Regions from separate parts of the Mus musculus genome. Here region 1 is linked to region 2. A link is a contact called in public Hi-C data. All regions are on one chromosome and are shown on one strand. The core of a region is the stretch at or near the end of the contact, and the rest is flanking DNA. Distances in the headings are between cores, read along the strand shown. Region 1 overlaps Enox1 (ecto-NOX disulfide-thiol exchanger 1). Region 2 overlaps Enox1 (ecto-NOX disulfide-thiol exchanger 1).

What was found. A called contact is a pair of places that touch in the nucleus more often than the background predicts.
Region 1: a Hi-C map of peritoneal macrophages shows a contact between it and region 2, with 2.5 times the contacts expected there. The contact joins two enhancer-like sites. A contact is called at or near these places in 1 of 484 Hi-C or Micro-C datasets (peritoneal macrophages) and 2 of 9 other capture datasets (bone marrow-derived macrophages and embryonic stem cells).

Annotation. Positions count from the first base shown.
Region 1 is chr14:77,542,992-77,548,865 of GRCm38.p6, reverse strand. The region is part of intron 7 of Enox1 (ecto-NOX disulfide-thiol exchanger 1); the gene reads right to left. Among named protein-coding and RNA genes, the nearest start is that of Gm6994, 39 kb to the right of the region's middle. Within about 2 kb of position 1,810, at least 39 of the 459 cell types and tissues checked have an H3K27ac peak or open chromatin away from gene starts, as enhancers often do. A contact at or near this core is called in bone marrow-derived macrophages and peritoneal macrophages, where this site is marked.
Region 2 is chr14:77,339,636-77,345,763 of GRCm38.p6, reverse strand. The region is part of intron 3 of Enox1 (ecto-NOX disulfide-thiol exchanger 1); the gene reads right to left. Among named protein-coding and RNA genes, the nearest start is that of Gm41217, 28 kb to the left of the region's middle. Within about 2 kb of position 2,148, at least 41 of the 459 cell types and tissues checked have an H3K27ac peak or open chromatin away from gene starts, as enhancers often do. A contact at or near this core is called in bone marrow-derived macrophages and peritoneal macrophages, where this site is marked.

The sequences.
Region 1 (5,874 bases), core at 561-3,060, 200 kb before region 2:
ACCCGACTGCTCTTCCGAAGGTCCAGAGTTCAAATCCCAGCAACCACATGGTGGCTCACAACCATCCGTAACAAGATCTGACTCCCTCTTCTGGTGTGTCTGAAGACAGCTACAGTGTACTTACATAAAATAATAAATAAATCTTAAAAAAAAAAAAAAGATAATTTATAGACAAACAGAAGACCAATGGTTCTCAAGGAATGTGATAGACAGGACCATGAGGAGGGAATATTACAGAGGGAACTAGGAACTATTTTGGCATGGCTGATACATTCCTTATTTTGATTGAAATAGGTACACGTATGTATGCTACAATCTATCACATTGGTACAGCATAGGTCTGCTCCACTCATTATATTTCAGTTACAATTCATTAAACTATAAACAGTGAGTGACATGTCCCTTAGATCATCTGTAAAATTGAAATCACTGCCACAGTGACCCAAGTAAAGCCCACACAGGTCTATGTCTCAGGACACAGTTTACTTAAATAGGCATTGCTGTTCTAACATGGACTAAAAATAATATCAGATGTGCACATATAAGGTTTTTTAGTGTACAGTAAGGGACACTTAATAGAACTTGACAGAAACACAGTCAGCTACATGCCAATTCTACAATCTCACAAGTTAGTAAGAAATGAGATGAAGGTGATCTGGCATGAAAGATGGCCCCCGGACCTCAAAAGATGATTTGGGAGGGCTAAATTAATTCTCACCTTCAACTCAATCCTACGGAGAAAATGTCTCTCAAGTAACATAAAAACTTGCAAGACTTTAGATGTCACTGTACATCTGAATTTATTCCGTAGAAATTTTTCTCCCAATGTGCTAAATTTCAAGACTTTCTTGGAGCCATGAGCAGAATGAGAAAGCGCAGATGGTTGAAGCTCACAGTCATAGAGATTCAAGGCAAGCAAATCTTAAACTCTATTTGTGATTGAAATGCAGTCGAGCTGAGAAGCCTCTATCCTAGGCACAGAGGGGAGAGTGAGGCTGAGAGAGCATTAATATTTTAATATGACCATTGTCGGTTGACACCTCATTGGAAGCCTATATGGTACTCTGCTGTCTCCTTTAGAAGTAGCATTTAAAACCATTTCTAAATGCTCAATAAATAGGGTCTATTTAGGTGTTACAAAGAAACAGTTCCCATGCGGTATCCACAAGGTTTCACTCAATCTCCTGTGGCTGTCGTTGCCAAGATTGCAATTACAGGAAGGGTTCTGGGCCAAACAAGAAACGACACCATTCCCATGGACAGCCATTCTCCTGACACTGGGGAGCCAGTCTGTTGTTGGCAGATCACACGGATTGGTTTGTCAGTGGCTTTGCATCTTCTGGAAGACCCCTGCGGGATAATAGCACTTGACTGAGAGTGTACCCCCTCTCTTCCCTCCTTCCAGCAGGCATTTTGACATCTTTCAAAAGTAGATGTCCCAGAATAAAGAGGCTTCCAGGCTTCTAAGCAGGAGAAGAAAATGCCCAGGGCTGCCAGCTGCAGAGTGCTCATGTCCACATTCCCGTCGTCCCACTCACTGGAGATTTGGCACCACCTCTGTACCACCATAAAGTTATTTGTAGAGAGGGTATAACCATAGCACCTATTTTACTGGGTCAGGATTACACAGGGTTACTACTATAAGATGCTTGGAATAAAGTCTGGTTTGTAAACAGCATATGAAATCTATGCTTCTTGTTAACCCGGCTCTACTGTCCTTCAGTAGAGCCCGACCATCACATTGCTAAGCCACTTCCCTACAGTGAGCACACAAGCAATAAAATGAAGAAGCACATCCTTTAATGATGATGCAAAACCTTCCAGAAAGGAGAACTGAACATGGCCAAGGTCTCAAATATCAAGACCTACTACAGTCACAGTACAAAGGATCGGGTCCTTTCTGCATGCAATGTATCATATAACAGGTACCATGTACATTACTTTATTAATTCCTATTACAATTTCATGCAGAGGCTATCAGACCTCACATTTTTTGAAACAAGGAAACTTAGACCAGAGAAAATTAAAGGCAAATTACTTGTCTCAGCCCTCGTGGTTGAGAAGAGCATTTCTGGATGGAAGTGCCTGGCAGTGCCTGGCTCTCAGCCCATGGGCTTCCTGCTATGTCATGTGGCTTTTCAGTCCAAAAAGGAAGTGGTATTTTCTGAGCAAAGGCATTTAGGAGGAAAACAAATCTGTCAGGAGGCAGCACTTCCAACAACACGCAGACTTTGAAGCCATTAAGAGAAGGATAGGATTAAATGCTGCTGGGCGAAACAGTTTTCTTGTGACATCGGAACATGGCGGGATGGTCTCATTGCAGGCCCCTCCATGCAGCAGAATAACACTCCTGAAATGAAGTCACTTTATTCCCTGGTGCTTCCTTGGCTGGACTTGGTACCAGAACTCAAACTAGGCTACTTGGTGCTAACTTCTGTGAAAAGAATGTGCTTCAGAAAGCTTGATGAAAAAAATATAACCTGGTGGTATCATGGTTTCTTTCTCTAGAGGCAGTGTGGCATCAATGCCCTAAGAGAGATTCCCTGCTTCTCAGATAGGAGGGAAGGGACCTCTGGTAGAGTCCCTACATGAGTTTAATTTCATATACACTTAGACAAATTAATGACTAAAAGGTGCAAAGACTTGAAAAGCAAGAGAAAGTTTTATTTCCTAATATTAACAAATCCGTGTCACCCAGAAAGACTCTCAGGATGTGTTTGGAAGGGAAGAAAATGAAATTGCCTTGCATATTAAGTAGCAGTTCTCTAAAAGTTTAGTAGACTAAACCAAACTTGAGCTTCTGGTTACCAAAAAATGTTCATCTGTTAGCTACTGTCATGGGTTGAAATCCCCAACATAAAAAAAAAAAAAAAAGAAAAAATTGAAAAAAAACAAAACTAAACTAAACAAAACGCCACCGACAAATTCTTCTCCCGGAGATGAGTAAGACTGACAGGGATTTCCAATGCTGCTGTTTTCTGAGATAGACTCCTGGTATGCAACTGAGACTCTCTCTCTTGCCCAGGTGAGCCTTGGGCTGTGCCTTTGCCACCAGCCTCCTGGAAGCAGGGACTGAAGATGTCACCCACTGTATCTGACACAGAGCATTTATAAAAGAAGAAATTGGTGTGGCTGTTTGAAAAGATTTGAAAAGTTTCACACCAGATTAAGACAGTCTGCACAGAAATCACTAGCAAATATTTTTGTAGTAACTATTTTACAAAGACTCGAAGAATGGGTCAACATGATGTGTAGTGAAATTCTCATTGACAAGAAATCTCCTAGACACCTGAAATAGTTAAGTTTGTATAATTGGTTGCATCAGTTTGTAAATTTGTAGACAAGGCAAGCAAAAGATCCACATGGAACTGACTTTCAAGTCACTGAATTACAATATTGCTACGCTGCACACTTGCATGTGTTCAAGAGTTTGACAGTAAAATTTCCTTGGAAAACTGCAAGTTCTTTAAAGAACACTCTCTTTGGAGAGGAAACATGAATGAGGTAAGATCCATGGTCCCATCCTGCTGATGCCACCAAGACATGCTGGCGGTGATGCTTAAACTCGACGTAATAATTTTATCATTGCTTTCCCATGGGGATTTTTGAAGATGGTTAAATGTATTAGAGCATGTAACTTTATACAACATAGTTTTCAGAAGCAAAGGTCTAGTTTAGCATGTGCACAGTCTTCCATGATAAGAGGAGAAAGCATAAATCACAATACCATAGACATTTTTGTCCAAAGCAAATGTGTTTGATAGCTGCTTCCCACTCAGAATGTATGTAAGAGGGGAAATGCCAATCAAAACTAATGCTTTCTATGGACCATGTTTCTAAACTACTCTTTGTTGACTTGGATGTAAAATGTTTAGCTTTATTTGAACAATTAAAAACTAGAACTATAATTGTTTTTTGATATTAGAAGTTAAGAGACCTAAGAACATGGCATCATGGGGGTTTCCCTTTGAGAAATTAACTTTCAAGTGTTAGTTATTTCATAAACAGAGAACTGCACCCTAGGTTTTCCTTTTAAGTATTTAAAACTGATTTCAAAACTATTCTAGTTTATTGTTTGCTGTGACCTCTGACATATGCTTTCAGATTCTTGCTAGGAATTGAGTTCAAATATCAAGGCACAACTTAATTACACTGACTTGTGAAGCACCTTTAAGACTGAAATCCTAAGATGTACACACCAGAGAATGTACAATTGAACAAACTCATAGGAAAAAACACTCCATTTTTCTCTCCCCAGCAAGTCGCTCTAAGCCAGGCAGTGGCTGTGGACTGCAGACGGGACGTGGAACAGGCTGAATCCGCTTAACCTTTGAAAGCTGACTTTTCAATAGGAAGAGACAGACCAGCACAGTCACAGGTGCCTGCTACAGAGACATATGCAGTCCCCTGGGGTGGAACAGGAGGAAGAAGGAAGCATTTGGTTGCATGAGGACAGACTGTCTGGAAACATGGTTTCTGGGTGGAACTAATGACAGGGAGTTCATGTGTGACAGGGAAGATCAGGATGAGGAGATTCAGGGCAGGGGTTAGGAGTCCAGACAAGGCCTGAACAAGCGTTCCAGGCTTCAGGGTTGAGAGGAAGTTTGTGTGCATGCAGCCTGATGAGCCAGGGTTCAGCGAGGAGATGTGAGATTCAACAGAGCACCTCCATCCCCACTACTAACTGATAACTACTATCTGGTATGTCTATTGACTTTCTGCTGGGACAGTCATTCATTTGTAAGGTCCCAAGGAAATAGCTGTAAGTTGTTTATACTTTATTCCAGTGGTTAGAGGATATATATATATACATATATATATATATATATATACATATATATACACACACACACAAGCATGATATTGATGTGAATGTACATTTACATATGTGTAAACATATATTATATAGAAAATATTTACATATGTAACATGTAAGGTCACACGCATAAGCCAATGCACACATAGAGATTTTCAAACACATGTCAAAGATTTATACTGGCAAATTAGTGCCTTGGAAATTGGGGTACATAATGAAAACGAACGTGAGTGATTTGCAAGAACTGCACACTTGAGGAGGCAACGCTAGCCACAGGTAGGTGGGAGCTTCTCTCCAGTTAGAGAAGCCCAGTGTGTCAAGGACACCCGCAGTTACTAACAAAAGATACACAGATAACATGCAAGGTTAAATCCAGAAAGCTGCAGACTGGGGAAATGCCAGCATTGGAGACATAGTCAGTAACAATGAAGGCTGATAGAGTAAAGTGGATTGGTGTCACTTAGGAGACATGATCTAAATGGAAGCCCAGCCCACTGTGTGAGAATGCAGAAAAGGTGTTTTGTTTGAAGAGACTGTAAGCTTACTCGCTGAAATAAACCAGAACACTAAACGGAAAAATGTCATTAGTGGGAGTGGGGGTGGGGTGGCAACATCATTAGGGAAGGCTTCTAACAAAGCAAATTGGAATAATAGGAAAATAACAACATATGAAACCCGAGTTTAATAGTCCATTTTGCCTCCTTGCTGAGAGATGTAGAAATGGCTTTACCAGAGGAGTGTAGTGTCCACTTTCCTCATCCTTTCGGGTAAATGGGAGTACGGACATTGTCTGTGTGTGGCTGGCACTGTGCTAGGAAGTATTTCTGCTTGTAAAGGACAAAATCAAGTAAAGAGGAGAGGCTTGATGTTAATGCCACGTGGCATGTGGAGAGGCTCTGCTTTACAGAATTCTATCAACAGAACAAATAATGGGAACAAATTGACTACGATCCGGGTCAAACCCTACGGTAAGAGCAAAATTGCCTGGAGGTGGGTAGGAAACTGCATGGTTAAAGCGGGGCAGAATTATCAGGGTAGGCTACTCAAACTGAATGGAA
Region 2 (6,128 bases), core at 899-3,398:
AAATTATGAAGTTAAAGAAATGGAAGGATGGGATGCAAAGAATCAATAAGTTCTACAGGGAATACAATAATCAGACATGTGTGATATGTCATTACAGAGAGGAAGAGAGAAAAAGAGGAGGGGGAAGAGGGAGGGAGGGAGGGAGAGAGAGAGAGAGAGAGAGAGAGAGAGAGAGAGAGAGAGAGAGAGAGAGAGAGAGAGAGAGAGAGAATGCATAAGATGGCCATTTGAAACCATTAGGGTTCTAATACAAGCAAGATATGGAGGTGAAAACTCAATTTCGGATGAGCAAGAGGTAGGCAGATGGTGGCCCTTCAAGTTGAAGACAAGTTGGCCTTGCTTAAGACCTGCAAATCTCAACAAAGCTTATCTCAATCAAAAGATAGTTCCAACTTAACACATATCCAATAAAATAAGGCGAGGGAGGAAAGACGTTCATGCTGCCTGATGACACTGTGCTAGAGATGGATCTCAGAGCCGAGCACATGCTACAGATGTGCACGCTTGGCCACTGAGCAGCTCTATCTCCAGCAACTCAATTCTTCACAATGATGATAATGAGTGGAATACCAAATAGTGGCACATGGTCACTGTGATCACAGTGGCCAAATGTCACCTCTTCAGAAAGGCATCCTTGTTGAAAGGACCACCCAAAAGGTACCATCCAGCCAGCTTGTCTTTCTGCTTTCTGGTCATTACCCATCTGTGCCTTCTGCCTTATCTGGGTACTTGTTCTGGTTCCCTCTCTCTCTGCAGGAGGACATTTGGCATGTTCTGGCCACAGCTTTATGTGCAATACCTATGTGTGCCATGCCTTAGAAGGCAACTTTGTTAAGTTAATGATGCACAAGAAATTCAGGTTATCAAGTCTGGCTTCATTTTGGCTGTCATTTTCTCCTTTTTTGTTTTCGAAAAGTTTTTCCAGATTCCGTAGAGTTAAGGCAGCACACAAGGCCAGAGATAATAGGAGATAGGAATTCTCGTTTCACAGTCTAGTTATAGTTATAGACGAGGAGTGGTGGCTTAACAGATTATAAGAATTTCTATCTTGAAGAGAAACAACTGGCCTTGGGAATAAGTTATCTGTACCCAGAAATGCTCAATGGAGACAATTTTATATTTTCCTGGAGATATTGCAAAGAAGATTCATGCATCAGAAAGCCACTTTATTTCCTGACCTTTAATATCCCCCTTCGAATTCTTCCAGCCTGAAGCTCCTATGACCATGAAAATACTATACACTGAGGCCAGAACACACACCAACACGGTCAGATGTAAACTGAGAGTCTTTTAGCCTCCAGTACCCGGCAGATGCCTGTTTACTGCTTTCATATCAGGGCAAAGTCTTCCTGCTGGCCTTCACTACAGGGACCTACGTTTCTGTCTTCCAAAGGGAACAGAGTAAATCAATGGTAGATGAAAGTGGGAACTGGACAGCCACTGTAGTACACTGAGCTCCATAGAGACAGTACTGGGGCAAGCAAGAGCTGGATAGCCACTTGGCTACTCTGTGCCTCGCACAGGAAAACCAACTCCATGTCAACAGAGCCCAGATCCTAACAAGCTGTGAAGCAACAATGTCATCATGTGAATTCTTTGTGCAAACTCGCTGGGAGGAGCATGAGAAACATCCGGATGCTTCCATCAGCTTCTTGGTAGGGGGAGGGGGGGGGAGTCTAAGAAGCGCTCTGAGAAGTGGGTGACCCGTCTGCAGAAGAAAGGGGCATGGAAAAAGCTGACAAGGCTTCTTATGAAAGAGAAATAAAACCCTACATCTCCTAAAGGGGAGGCCAAAAGGAAAGCGCAAGGACCACGAAGCACACAGAGGCCTCCTTCAGTTTTCTTCCTGTTCTGTTCTGAGTCACACCCCCAGAACAAAACCGAAGTACTTCCTTATCCATTGGTGACGTTGCAAAGATACTGGGAGCGATGTGGGGCAGCTCCACTGCAGAGAACAAGCAGCCCTGTGAGGAGGCTGCTGAGCTGAAGTAAAGAGGAAAGGGTATTGCTGCCTAGAGAACCAGAGGAAAACCGGATGCAGACAAAAAAAAAAAAAAAAAAAAAAAGCAGGTCTTCAGGGCTGGAAGAGCAAGAAAACCAAACAAACAAAGAAGGAAGAAGAGGATGAAGAAGATGAGGGAGGCGATGAGTACGCTGGTTCTAGTATGGGGTTCTTCTTTTCTATAAAGCATTTCAGCCCCCTGTACATGATTCACTCCTTTGTCCTTTTAAGGAAAAAACACTGAAATGTAAGGATGTGCAAGATTTGTTTTAAATCCGTACATTTTCGTCATTGTCTTCTTCCTCCTGCTCCTCTTCCATCTCCTCCTCCTAGTACAGTTAATAAACTACTGAATGTGTCTTCAGCTAGCCCTAATAAAGTTGCCTAGGACAGTCTTGGGGTTGTAAATCGGTATGGAAATTTAAAGCAGGTTCTTGTTGGTGCACAGCACACAATTTAATTATGTATGAGAACACTAGTTTTGTTTTTGTTTTTTTTAACCTTCAGTTGTTTCTGATGCAGCTTATATGAAAATAACCAATGTTCTGTTAACAAAATGCCACCCTGTGGTTGCAAAAAACAAAACAAAACAAAACAAAAAGGAAAATAGAAAAAGAAAAAAAGCAGCTGTTTTGTTGACATTCTGAATGGTTCTAAGTTAGTGCTTTCTTTTTTAAATTAAAAGAGAAAGGAAGGAAGGAGGGAGGGAGGGAGAAAGGCAGGCAGGCAGGCGCTGGAGGAATGTCTCATTAGAGGACTGGTTGCTCTTCCAGAGGACCCAAGTTCAATTCCCAGCACCCACATGCAGATCACAGCTACAACTCCAATTCTAGGGGACCTGACATCCTCATACAGACATACATGCAGGCAAAAACACCAATGCATGTGAAATAAAATGAATATGTTTTTTTTTAAGGAAAGAAAGGAAATACTTGAGTCCTGGAACAAGGGTGTTCTTAGAAACCGAGAAATCAGAGTTAAGCTGGCGTTGAATGTTCATGATAAAGAAAACCGGTGTAAGGCTAAAGGAGAGAAAATCCAAAGACCCTGAACACTTTACATGAGACTAAGATAAAACAGCAAAACTGAACAAACAATGCTATGGCTCTTACTTGGAAAGGGAGAAGCTGACTTTATACAAACCCCAAGACGCCTTTACCCCACCGCAGGTTGCAGCACCCGAGAGGAAACAGTCAACCTCTCCCGCAGACATTCTGAAGTAGACTCTCAAGGCCTGTCTCAAGATAAGCGCCATCACAAACAAGGGGGCTGAGGGCAGGGCAGGGATACCCAACCGGGCACTGGGTACTATCCCTCATGCAAAGCGAGGCAACCTAGGAAAATCCAGCGCAGCGATAGACTGAGAGTCAGTGGACTTCTAGATCTACGGTCCAATGACATAAGCTAAGATACTCACATCTCTGAGATAAACTACAGTCCATCGGCCGTATCAGGAAAGATTAATACCTGGCAGTCTTCCTCAACTTTCCTATGCACTGGCATTTTATCCTAGTCCTATCCTAATTCTTAGTGATCTATATGTGCAGGGGCAGTCATCCCTCAGCTTCTATCCCCCTTCCCCCTTTTTACTGTAAATGAACAAAAGCTCTTTTATCATCAACAAATAAGGCGACATGGTCTTAACGGAGCAGTACGACTTAATTCTCAACATAGCGGATCTGGAGCAGCTGTTCTGTGGGGTATTTTCGGGAGCTGACCAGAATAGAATAGCTGCTCTCTGAACAGTTCTGTATGCTCAGGTGAATTCCTAAAAATACACACTTCTTCTCCTTTCTATAGCAGTGAAAGTCATTTTCAACCACCCTACAAAAGACGGGATGTCAGTGTGTGTTAGCCTCAGTTAAGCTGTTTCAAATCCTATCCCTGCAATTGGTGGGGGGGCGGGGGGGATGCGTTCAAATTCTGATGAGCTAGCCAAAATTTCCTCGGTGCTGCCACACTCCTGGACTGCCTGCACAGTCTTAGTGAGCGCATTTAGAACTCAAGGAACCATAGGGCTTATTTTTAGAGGAAAAATGGCCACATATTCCGCTCCCCCACCCTATGTGGATACATATTTACATGAGTTTGTAGGTGTTTAATCTGGGACCTGGAGAAGTTTTAAATTTTCACATATACACGTTCTCTAGTAAGCTCCATTGGCATTCAGGAGCTTGCCAATTTAATATGGCTTGCCCTTTGCGAGATTAACTGCAGCAGGTGGTGAGAAAAGTTAGGAGTCCGTGCTGAAAGACAAGGTATGAACTTATTTTAAGGTTCCTAGATGAATGGTTTATTCGGTATACCTTACAGTATACCTTATATATATCCGAATACCTTACACACCTTAGCGTAAGCCAGAATGTGAGGGGCTGGAAACCAGACATGAGCGATTTTATCACTCTGTGGGGTTGAATGGTTCCTTCTACTATCACTGGCTTTATTTTATTCAAGGGGCAAAAACTAAATTTTCTATGGAGAATTTAAAACCTTTTTGACTTTATGTTATTCTATCTGCACAAGTGTTTTGCCCACATGTATGTCTGCACTACATGTATGCTTAGGGCCTGCAGAGCTCAGAAGAGTACACCAAAAGCCTTGCAACTGGAGTTGCATATGTTGTGAGTTGTGGGTGCTCAAAATCGAACCTGGGTCCTGTGCAAGAACAACAAGCACTCTTAACCACTGAGCCAAACCTCTGGCCCTGTACTAATATTTGATTTAGAAATTTATCATTGACATATAGAATTACCAAATGAGCAAGGAAAAGAAGCTTACAAACATCAGTGATTCTTGATTACAAATGATACTTTTCCTAATACTGTGGTGGAAGAGCTTTTTTTTGTCCTTATTTTAATAGTGAAAGACATAAAAAGAAGATTTATTCAATACATTGATAAATCTTATCAATTCATTGATAGATCTTGTGACACGCCCCCTCATCTCCCAAATCCATCTGGAGAGTCTTGACATATGAGCAATAAGTAAATAGAAATTAAGAGAGATGGATAATTTAGCAGGCCAAACAAGGTGTGGTCCTTGACCACCACTGCCGTAGCTTTAGATGATCAAAATAAGCAGCAAGGCTCATCTGGTCTTTACAGGAAGCGACAGATGCTGAGCTGCCTGCAGTGTAAGGGGCGGCCATGCAGAATACAAAACCTTCCAACCTGAGAAGTCAAAGCCGCTAATGATTGTGGAAGAAACACAGAGGAGATGAGTGACAGGGGACAAGGCCTCTCTTTCCGTTCACAGGTTACTGGTAACACTAGTAAAATGACAGACCATATCTACTGTGACCTTCATATACATATTCTTGTATAAATGCACATGTATAATACACACATGCAGATAATTTATATCACATCTGCCTCCTGGAAACAGAAAATGCCTTCTTTTTTTAGTACCTATCAAATGAGTATAAAATTTAATCTACATTATGTCACATATAAAAATAGATTCCCCCATAGTAAACATTCTTTTATCTCTATGATATGAAACTGTTATTAACAAGTTTCAAAACATCAAACCTTCTGAAAAATGTCTATTTCCCTGTAATTTGGGGTGACCATGCGCATCACAGCTGCTCACCCCCAGAGCCTTGATAGCTTTGTCTAGGTTCAGAGTTTATCCACACACATTTCCTCCTGGGTCCTCTGTCCTCACAAAACTCTTCTTTAAGTCTTTGATAACTTCATACTTATATGCAATTCAATGTGTCATTTCTATCGCCATTTTCTCCTCTAACACCTCCCTAGATACCTTCTAACATTGTTCTCCCAACTTCATATGGACATCTCTCTCCCCCTCCCTCCCTTCTTTTCCCTCTCCCTTCCTTCTCTCTCTCTCACTCTCTCTTTTTATAAACAACTAAGTCCTGTTAGTACTGCCCACGTATTTGGGTGTGGAACCATCCATTGAAACGTACAATTCCTAACAGTGGCCACACCCTCAAAGAAGAACGATTCTCCCTTCCTTGGCATTCTTCAACTGCTAATAATGCAACTAATAATAATGGTGTGGGATACAGTCTGGAGAGCGCTTTCTTATCTGTGTATGTCCAGAAGACAGCATTCCACAGCACTCCACCAGAGATAACATTCTTTCTGCCTCTTCTTTCTCAATA